Linked DNA regions of Pan troglodytes: regions 1 and 3 are each linked to region 2. Evidence: chromatin contacts called from public HiChIP or PLAC-seq data. All regions are on one chromosome and are shown on one strand. The core of a region is the stretch at or near the end of the contact, and the rest is flanking DNA. Distances in the headings are between cores, read along the strand shown.

Evidence for each region. HiChIP or PLAC-seq counts read pairs in DNA pulled down with a chosen protein or histone mark.
Region 1: an H3K4me3 HiChIP or PLAC-seq map of stem cell-derived excitatory neurons shows a contact between it and region 2, with 7 times the contacts expected there. The contact joins the promoter of HAUS6 here to the promoter of LOC100614312 in region 2. A contact is called at or near these places in 1 of 7 Hi-C or Micro-C datasets (induced pluripotent stem cells) and 1 of 1 datasets of contacts at active chromatin or transcription factors (stem cell-derived excitatory neurons).
Region 3: an H3K4me3 HiChIP or PLAC-seq map of stem cell-derived excitatory neurons shows a contact between it and region 2, with 9 times the contacts expected there. The contact joins the promoter of RRAGA here to the promoter of LOC100614312 in region 2. A contact is called at or near these places in 1 of 7 Hi-C or Micro-C datasets (stem cell-derived neural progenitor cells) and 1 of 1 datasets of contacts at active chromatin or transcription factors (stem cell-derived excitatory neurons).

Annotation. Positions count from the first base shown.
Region 1 is chr11:96,799,174-96,802,811 of NHGRI_mPanTro3-v2.0_pri, reverse strand. It overlaps HAUS6 (HAUS augmin like complex subunit 6), which reads right to left and starts at 2,235. Exons shown (of 17, transcript XM_009456365.4): 1 at 1,611-2,235. The coding sequence starts at 1,738.
Region 2 is chr11:96,437,664-96,441,074 of NHGRI_mPanTro3-v2.0_pri, reverse strand. LOC100614312 (microtubule-associated proteins 1A/1B light chain 3B) reads right to left here and starts at 1,472. Exons shown (of 2, transcript XM_063787347.1): 1 at 1,422-1,472. The coding sequence starts at 1,472.
Region 3 is chr11:96,854,045-96,857,508 of NHGRI_mPanTro3-v2.0_pri, reverse strand. RRAGA (Ras related GTP binding A) reads left to right here and starts at 2,060. Exons shown (of 1, transcript XM_528488.8): 1 at 2,060-3,464. The coding sequence starts at 2,870.

The DNA.
Region 1 (3,638 bases), core at 986-3,485, 360 kb before region 2:
GGTTAACACAGTCTAGGAAAGGAAAAGGGAGAGAAGGAGGGAGGAAGAGAAGTTGATTAACGGGTACAAATATACAGTTAGATAGAAGGAATAAGTTCTAGTGTTCAATAGTACATAAGTGAAACTATAGTTAAAAATAATTTATTGTATATTTTAAAATAGCTAGAAAAGAACTGAAATGTTTCCAACACAAAGGAAAGATAAATGTTTGACATGATGGCTATCCCATTTATCCTGATCTGATCCTTATACATTGTTTAAGTGTATCAAAATATCAAAATTTTATATCCCCAAAATATGTACAACTATGAACATAAATAAAACAGGCCAGGCTCGGTGGCTCACATCTGTAATCCCAGCACTTGGAGTGGCCAAGGCGGGGGGATTGCTGGAGGCCAGGAGCTCAAGACCAGCCTGGGCAACATGCCGACCCTAGGCATGGTGCCACGCACCTGTAGTCCCAGCTACTCAGGAGGGTGAAGTGGGAGGATCGCCTGAGCCCAGGAGTTAGAGGCTGCAGTGAGCTGTGATCGCACAACTGCACTCCAGACTGGGCGACACAGTGGGAGACCCTGTCTCAAAACAAAAAACAATGGCTCATATCTATAATTCCAGCACTTTGGAAGACCGAAGCAGGAGGATTGCTTGAGCCCAGGAATTTTGAGACCAGCCTGGGCAACATGGTTAGCTACTATCTCTAAAATAAAAATACTTTAAAAAAATAGAGGCCGGGCACGGTGGCTCACGCCTGTAATCCCAGCACTTTGGGAGGCCGAGGCAGGTGGATCATGAGCTCAGGAGATCGAGACCATCCTGGCCAACATGGTGAAACCCCGTCTCTACTAAAGATACAAAAATTAGCTGGGCGTGGTGGCAAGTGCCTGTAATCCCAGCTACTCGGGAGGCTGAGGCAGGAGAATCGCTTGAACCAGGGAGTTGGAGGTTGCAGTGAGCCGAGATCGTGCCACTGCACTCCAGCCTGGCAACAGAGCGAGACTCCATATGAAAGAAAAGAATTCCTCTTGGCCTACAGTGGGAATGATTAAATAGAGATACTGGCTAAAGTTGATAAAACAGAAGTGGAAAAAGTAGGGAAGGGGCTTTTACTTTCCATACTTTTCTTAAAAGGGTATTTGTTTTTAATACCCTTCTCCGTTGTTTTATGCTAACTCCAACATGCCTTACTAATTAAAAAATTAAAAATTATAAAATTAAACAACCACCTTCAAAGGCTCCCTTGAGTCCAAAAGGTGTTTTGTACATATGGTTCCCATGCTCTTCCACTACCACCCGCCATCCCTCCCACTACTTCACAAACCACCCCTCCACCACATAGGCAGAGTTAAGCTGCTCCTCCAGTTTTGCACTCTCCCCATCTGCAGACTTTTGCACTCCCCTACAGAGCGCTTCCGGCACTCTTGCATTATTTACTGTCTGTCTCTGCCCCTAGGCTGGCAGCAACTGGGAGTAGGAACTTTGGAGCCAATGCCTGGCACAGAGTAACTGCTCAACCAATTCTGATTAATCAACCTCCGGGGTGTACAAAAGGGCGAGTCCCCCGGCGTCCCCCGGTTCAGGCTCCCCCGCCCCGCCGGCCCCGGCCTCCTTACACTCCGAGGTGCGTGTGCGACACGATCTTTCCGCAGGCAATGGTTGCCGGGCCTGGCTCGAAGCCGAGCGCCTGCAGATACATCCAGAGATGCTCCTTCTCGAAAGCGGTGACCGAGGCCGAGCTCATCCTCGCGGTAGGCACGGCGGCTGCAAAGAAAGAAAGAGCAAGCCCAGGGGACTCGGAGGGCCCTCAAGATCCCTCCCTACGGTCAGCCTGAGGTCGCGGTGGTCCTTCCATTGCCAACGCCTGCTCCTTTCACGCCCAGAGCCATTTCGCCTCAAAGGGCCTTACAACCTCCGGGAAACTGAGTTTCTAACGGTATAGTGCGGCCACCACTGCCTAAGCGAAGCCACCACAAACCGAGACTCCCGCCCTTAACGAAGAGCAGTGTGCGCCGGCGCCGCCAGGCGTCCGAGGGAGGAGGGACTTCCGGCAAAGACTATATCTCCCGCCATGCAATGCGTCCTTCTCTCCTCCCTTCCGGCCATGCCCAGCCAAGAAACTACAAGACCCACGGGGCATTGCGCGGCCAGCGACTTGCTCTGCGCTTGCTTAACCGCTGTCGTGCCCAGATCCTCGGGCCTTTGGGTTTCTGATTCTTGGTTAGTGGGGTCCATTTGCTTGTGTATCCTAGTTGTTACGTCACAAAAAAGCCATAAATGGAGCACTATGCCTCGGTGTAGAGATAAAGCATTGGTTCCATCCTCCGCTATGCTCACTGTGACTCTAATCAAGCCACGTAATCTCTGAGCCTCATTTCTGTCGTTAGCGAAATCTATGTCCTCAAATGCTGGATGTTCCTTTTCCTGCTTTAAATGAAATCTGGCTCTATACTCCCCCTGCAGTCCTTTTTTTTTTTTTTTTTTTTTTTTTGAGACGGGGTTTCGCTCTTGTTGCTCAAGTTGGGGTGCAGTGACGCGATTTCGGCTCACTGCAACCTCCGCCTCCCGGGTTCAAGCGATTCTCCTGCCTCAGCCTCCCGAGTAGCTGGGATTAGCAGGTGTCCGCCACCACGCCCGGCTAATTTTTTTGTATTTTTAATGGAGACGGGGTTTCGCCATTTTGGCTGGCTGGTCTCGAACTCCTGACCTCAGGTTATCTGCCGGTCTTGGCCTCCCAAAGTGCTGGGATTACAGGCGTGAGCCACTGCGCCTGGCCGCCTGCAGTCCTCTTATTTTTTTTTTTTTTTTTTTTTTTTTTTTTTTTTTTTTTGAGACGGAGTCTAGCTCTGTCGCCCAGGCTGGAGTGCAGTGGCGCAATCTCGGCTCACTGCAAGCTCCGCCTCCCAGGTTCGCGCCATTCTCCTGCCTCAGCCTCCCGAGTAGCTGGGACTACAGGCTCCCACCACCACGCCGGGCTAATTTTTTGTATTTTTAGTAGAGACGGGGTTTCACCGTGTTAGCCAGGATGGTCTCGATCTCCTGACCTCGTGATCCGCCCGCCTCGGCCTCCCGAAGTGCTGGGATTATAGGCGTGAGCCACCGCACCCGGCCAGTCGTCTTAATTGACAGCTGTTGCCTACCACAAACCCCACTGACAACAGGGCCTGGAAGTGGATTGGGTAACCTGCTTTTAAGTCTCATTGCTACCTCTGGCAATGATTGTCTCCTGCCTCACTAAAATCACCTTAATAAAAGAGAGAGAGGCGGGGCAGAGTGGCTCACGCCTATAATCCCAGCACTTTGGGAGGCCAAGGTGGGCGGATCACCTGAGGTGGGGAGTTCGAGACCAGCCTGACCCACATGGAGAAACCCCGTCTCTACTAAAAATACAAAATTAGCCGGGCGTGGTAGCGCATGCCTGTAATCCCAGCTCAGCTACTCGGGAGGCTGAGGCAGAAGAATCGCTTGAACCCGGAAGGCAGACGTTGCAGTGAGCCAAGATCCTTCCACTGCATTCCAGCCTGGGCGACAAAGTGAGACTCTGTCTCAAAAAAAAAAAAAGAGGAGAGAGAGAGAGAAAGAAAGAAAGAAAAGCCACTAAGTTGCCCAGGCTGGGCTCGAACTCCTGGGCTCAAGCGATCTGC
Region 2 (3,411 bases), core at 223-2,722:
CTACTCGGGAGGCTGAGGCAGGATAATCGCTTGAACTCAGAAGGTGGAGGTTGCAATGAACCGAGATCGTGCCACTGCACTCCAGCCTGGGTGACAGAGCAAGGCTCTGTCTCAGGGAAAAAAAAAAAAAAAAAAAAAAAAAAGGGGCGGGGGGAGAATGTGTATAGGTTATATACAAATACTGCGTGATTTTATATCCTGGACTTGAGCATCCTCAGGTTTTTGTAAATGGCAGCTAGTAATCAAAACCATCTACTGCTTAACAGTCCTGGATGCTGGTACTGCCTGTGGCCATAGTGAGGAGTCACGAGCTATCTCTCTTTGCTCAGTGACAGGTCTGCAAGTCTCATTATTTCCTGGCCATCTCTATTGGATGCCCATAGACAACTCACATTTGCCTTTACTTATACCTCTCTTAAATCTGGGCCTTGTCCACTTTCTCAGTGAGTGGTGTCACTTTCCATTCAGTTGGCAGAGGCAGTCCCCACCTCTCTCAGTTGTCTATATCCAATCTATTTTGAGACAGGGTCTTGCTCTGTCACTCAGGCTGGGTGCAGTGGTGTAATCATAGTTCAAGGCAGCCTCCCTCTCCTGGGCTCAGGGGATCCCTCCTGCCTCAGCCTCCTGAGTCACTGAGACCACAGTCACGTGTCACCATGCCTGGCTAATTTTTAAATTTTGTCTCTTTATGTTGCCCAAGCTGGTCTCAAACTCCTTGGCTCAAGTGATCCTCCTGCCTTGGCCTCCCAAAGTGCTGGAATTATAGGTGTTAGCCACTGTGTCCAACCCATATCCAATCTAGAAGTAAATAAATCCTGTTAATTCCACTTCTCCAATGTCTCAAATCCATCCATTTTTCCTTATCCTGGAGAAGGTGCCACCTTCTATTGCCCATCTGTCCTGCTGGAGCCACAGCTGTCTTTCTAGAGAGAAATCTGACAGTGTCCTTCCTGCTCAGGCCCCACCAGTTCCTTCCCATTGCTCTTAGAACAAAACAAACCTGATTGGAGACCCTGAGTGTGATCTGAAGTCTCCTCCACGATCTGGTCCCTGCCTTCCTTTCCAGTCTTTCTGGTTTTGAGCGTCTCCCCCTTGTCCCCTTCACTCGAGTCTCTCAGAGCTTTGTGTGTTCTTCCTGGTCTTTCACATGGCCTTTGGGCCTGTCTCCATGGCTGTGTAACAGATCACCTCAAAACTTAGTGGCTTGAAACATCAGAAATTTATTCTGTCACGGTTCAGGAGGCCAGAAGTCGAAAATCAAGGTGTGGGCGGGGTTGGCTCCTTTTGGAGGCTCTGAGCAAGAATCTGCTCCATGTCTCTCCTTCCACTGTCATGGGGCTTCTTCCTTGTGTCCCTGTGGCCTTGTGTCTAAGTTTCTCCTTTATCTTATAAAGACATCAGTCATTGAACTTAGGGCCCACCCTAATCCGGTATGACCTCATCTTAACTAATGACATCTGCAAAGACCCCATTGCCAAATAAGGTCACATACTGAGATTCTGGGTGAAGGTGAATTTTGGGCAAACGTTATTTGAACCACGCACTACACTGTCATGTGCCAGGAATGTGGAATCCCCTCCCCACTTTTAGCTAAAACCGCCAGAATGGATTTAGCGTTGTGGAACCTCTAGACTCCTCCCGTGTGTGCACGCATAGCGTTGTGGAACCTCTAGACTCCTCCCGTGTGTGCACGCACCTTGCATGCACACATAGGTGCACACTGACAAGTGCTGGCACACACATGCCCAGGGCTTCCTCTTTCTCTCCCATGGTCCCTGGTGAAATTTCCTGTAATACCTTTTCATGCCCTCCCTCTGAGGCGGGGAGGGGTACCGCTACCTACAACCAGCTGTGGAAAATACCCCGAGAAGCAGTGAAGGGAGGCAGCACTAAGGAGGAGAGGGGTGTGGGCTGAGCTAGGAAAGAGGAGGTTTTAGGAAGCTGGCCTGGGGGTTCACTTGGAAGAAAACCTGTTCTCTTCCCAAATCTTAGGATGTCTGGTGGGATAAAGCCATCCAGTCTGGCCTCTCCCTACCCGCACCGCCTGGCCTCCTCATCTTTGTATTCCCAGAGACAAACCCAGGGCCTGGGAGACTGAATCCAAGCATCAATTTATCAACCAATCAATCCGTAGAGCAGCGGTCTCCAACCTTTTTGACACCAGGGACCGGTTTCATGGAAGACACTTTTTTCCACAGACTGGAAAGGGCTGGGAGTGTGAGGTGGAGAATGGTTTCAGATGGTCCAAGCTCATTACATTTATTGTGCACTTTATTTCTATTATTATTACATTGTAACGTATAATGAAATAATTATTGTAATGTAAGAATAATAATTATTCCATTGTAATATATAATGAAATAATTACAACTCACCATAATGTAGAATCAGTGGGAGCCCTTAGCTTGTTTTCTTGCAACTAGGTGGTCCCATCTGGGGATGATGGGAGACAGTGACAGATCATCAGGCATTAGATTCTCATAAGGAACATGCAACCTAGATCCCTCCCATACGCAGTTTACAACAGGGTTCACACTCCTATGAGAATCGAATGCCACTGCTGATCTGACAGGAGGTGGAGCTCAGGCGGTCATGCTTGCCTTCGCCCCGGGGCTCACCTCCGTCTGTGCAGCCGGGTTCCTAACAGGCCACAAAGGAGTACTGGTCTGCGGCCTGGGGTGTGGAGACCCCTGCCTTAGAGCAAAAGAGTTTTGGGGTGTGGTGAGAATACCTTGCCCTGGTGAGGAAGGCTTCCTGGATTGGAATGCGGCGTCCAAACTGATACCTGACGGGCAGCGAGCACTAGGCCAGGGGAAAGGTCTCCAGGCTGCCAGACCGCTGGGCAGATGATGGCTCTTCTGTCCACGGCACCTGGTTGGATGTCAGGAGTACTGAGGAGTGTGCGTGTGAGCGTGTGAGTGTGTGTGTATTTTTGTGCAGAGCAAGCGTGAAAGAAGCCAGCAGGAGCCATACCCATGAGTTGAAAATATCAGAAAGGGGAGCTATGACCTGCAAGACACATTGTGATTGTGGTGTCTTGGCCATTGTCCGTTGGGACCACAGGAAGGTCAGGGATGCACTTCTGCTTGGTCCTATGGCTGGCAGTTGGGAGATGCGGGCGTGGGGAGCGGAGCCCGGTGGGTGTAGTGTCTGGAGCGGGCTGGGAGCAGCTCGGCCTGGGTGTCCGAGGAGCGGGCGGGCGCTGCTCCGGGCGCCCACCAGGGGGCAGTGCTGCCGGGCGAGAGCGCGGTGGGCTGAAGGGCGCGGGGCTGCGGGGCTCGGGGCTGTGGGACTTGAAGGCGCGTGGCTGTGGGACTAGAAGGCGCGTGGCTGTGGGACTAGGGGCTGGCGGGCGCTGGGCGCAGGGCTGCGGCGGGGGCGGCCAGGGCGGCTTTTGCCTCCTCCGCAGGC
Region 3 (3,464 bases), core at 811-3,310, 420 kb before region 2:
GGCTGCAATGAGCTATGATCTCACCACTGCACTCCAGCCTGGTTGACAGAGAAAGATCCTGTCTCTAAAAATAAATTTAAAAAAATTTTTTAAAAGAAAAGAAGGCCAGGCGCAGTGGCGCATGCCTGTAACCCCAGCACTTTGGGAAGCTGAGGCGGGCAGATCACTTAAGACCAGCAGTTTGAGACCAGCCTGGCCAACATGGTGAAACCCCCTCTCTACTAAAAATACAAAAATTAGCCAGGCATGGTGGCAGGCATCTGTAATACCAGCTACTCGGGAGGCTGAGCCAGGAGAATGGCTTGAATCTGGGAGGCGGAGGTTGCAGTAAGCCGAGATAGTGCCACTGCACTCCGGCCTAGGCTACTGAGCAAGACTCCATCTCAAAACAAAAACAAAAACAAAAATAAAACTTAGCCAGGCATGGTGGTGGAGGCCTGTAGTCTCAGCTACTTGGAAGGCTGAGGCAGGAGAATCTCTTGAACCCGGGAGGTGGAGGTTGCAGTGAGCCAAGATCGTGCAACTACACTCTAGCATGGGCAACAGAGTGAGACCCTGTTTCCAAAAAAAAAAGAAAAAAAATACATTAGAGGAGACTCCATAAAATGTGATATCCAGACCTTAGGAGTATTCACATGACAGAATAGAGGAAATACATCATCAAACAATTCAAGAACATTGTTTAGAATTCAAGGGCATGGTTTCCAAATTAAAAGACACATTGGAGAGTCCAGTACAATGCAAATTTGGGCTCAACAATGCCAATTATCATTAAGTTTCAGAACACTAGAATAAGAAAATTTCGAATATGTTTTTAGAGAGGAAAGAATAGATCAAAACCAAGAAGCAGGCATCAGACTACTGGCTGCTAAAAGACGATGGAGCAACAGAGCAATGCCTCCAAGACTCTGAGGAAAAATTGTGTCCAACCAATCAAGTGTGAGGGTAAAAACAAAGAAATTTTCAGACATCCAATGTCTTGAAATTTTTACTCTCCTCATACTTTTTATCTGGAAACTATTGGAACATGTGTTCCACCAAATGAGCCAAAAATGAGAAGATGTGAAATCAGGAAAAAGAATACCCAACTCGAAAGAACGGGGAAGGGAAACCCCAGAATGGTGGTGAAAGGCGATCAGATAAGAAGGCTCCAGAAGAGGTATCACCAAGGAGATGAAATTGAATACATTGAGAGGAGATTTTCCACATACTATATTGCATTACGGAATTTCACTCTATGATTTCCATAAACTACAGCAAAGGCCATTTTTGAACTTCTTTTACTGCACACGTTAACAGTAGGAATTAAAATATTTTTTGAATAAATGAAAGAATGGAATACCTGAATTTGTACAGTACACTATACACTTTGATAAGGGCTTTAGGCCAGGCACGGTGGCTCACGCCTATAATCCCATACTTTGGGAGGCCGAGGCAGGTGGCTGGCTTGAGGTCAGGAGTTCCAGACCAGCCTGGCCAACATAGTGAAACCCCGTCTCCACTAAAAATACGAAAATTAGCCGGGCGTGGTGGCAGGTGCCCACAATCCCAGCTATTTGGGGGGCTGAGGCAGGAGAATCGCTTGAACTCAGGAGGCGTAGGTTGCAGTGAGCTGAGATCGCGCCACTGCACTCCAGCCTGGGTAACAGAGTGAGACTCCGTCTCAAAAGAAAAAAAAAGGACTTTAAGGTAGATACAGAGGCTTCAGTATCCTGATGACTCTCATTCATTCTGTATGAACGATACTGGCGACACTGATTCACTCAACTACTTGAAGACCAAGAGCAGAATTATATTATGCTTTGAGAGGGGCACAGGGTAGCCTATTGTTAGGCAAATAGACCGCAGCAAGACTGTCTAAAACCAAATTCCATTTCATCATTTAGTATCTGTGTAACTTGGTCAAGTGACTTAACCTCTCTAACCTTTGATTCCCTAACTTGAAAATAGGGTTATTAATTCACAGGGTTACTGTGAGGATGGAACTAATGCATGGGATTCCACATTATCATTTCCTCGAGCTTTGGAATTCTAATTATAAATTCTAAAGTCTGAGATTACGGAAAAGCAGATGTGAGAAAGAAATTAAAAGCACCCACTGGAAGCCAGGATGTCTCCTAGGAGGGACTTGCTATTACCTAGCTGCGCAGCAACGGGCAATCGCTTGTCTACAAGTCTCACTTTCCGCGCCTGCACAGTCTCCATCTGCCCTGCCCTTGTACTCACTGGGCCGGGCAAGCTGGGGAGGCCTAAGCGGACTGGGAAGTTAGGCTTTCCCTCCACTTCACCAGTCGGCTGCCCCTGCGGAAACCGGCCCGACACACCTCGCTCCTAAAGCCAGTTGCGGTGGCGGTGGTGGTTGGGGCTTTTTTTGGCCACGAGAGGGCAGCATTTCCCCCGGCCAACCACACACGTACCCCTAGCAACCGCAAACCCAGCTGCAACAGAACAAAAGACCGAAGTCCTCGAGCTTCCCTTCCATCTTAGGGCTCACGCCGCCCCGGTTAGGTTTCATTAGAGCAGCGGCTTTTCAAGGCTCGTCGGGCACGGAGGGCGGAGCGAGGGAGCTCTCGCGAGATCGCCGCCGGAAGTGGGTGGTGGCGGGGACGCAGCGGCTCCCTCTCCGGAAAGCGAGCGTAACTCCCGAGCCGTTGCCACTGACAGCCGCGGGCGCTCCCATCTGAGTAAGAGCCAGCCCGTCCGCGGCCTCTCCAGCCCCGGGTTCGCGCTCTCGACTCTCCTGCCTGCCCAGCTGCGCGGCGGAGCGGAGCGAGGCGCGGCCTGCGAGTCCCCGGCAGCCCCCGACCCCTCCCTCGGCGCTGCGTGTAGGCCGCGCCCTCAGGCCCAGTCCGCGGTGCCCCGGCGGGTGATGCCAAATACAGCCATGAAGAAAAAGGTGCTGCTGATGGGGAAGAGCGGGTCGGGGAAGACCAGCATGAGGTCGATAATCTTCGCCAATTACATTGCTCGCGACACCCGGCGCCTGGGGGCCACCATTGACGTGGAGCACTCCCACGTCCGATTCCTAGGGAACCTGGTGCTGAACCTGTGGGACTGTGGCGGTCAGGACACCTTCATGGAAAATTACTTCACCAGCCAGCGAGACAATATCTTCCGTAACGTGGAAGTTTTGATTTACGTGTTTGACGTGGAGAGCCGCGAACTGGAAAAGGACATGCATTATTACCAGTCGTGTCTGGAGGCCATCCTCCAGAACTCTCCTGACGCCAAAATCTTCTGCCTGGTGCACAAAATGGATCTGGTTCAGGAGGATCAGCGTGACCTGATTTTTAAAGAGCGAGAGGAAGACCTGAGGCGTCTGTCTCGCCCGCTGGAGTGTGCTTGTTTTCGAACGTCCATCTGGGATGAGACGCTCTACAAAGCCTGGTCCAGCATCGTCTACCAGCTGATTCCCAACGTTCAGCAGCTGGAGATGAACCTCAGGAATTTTGCCCAAATCATTG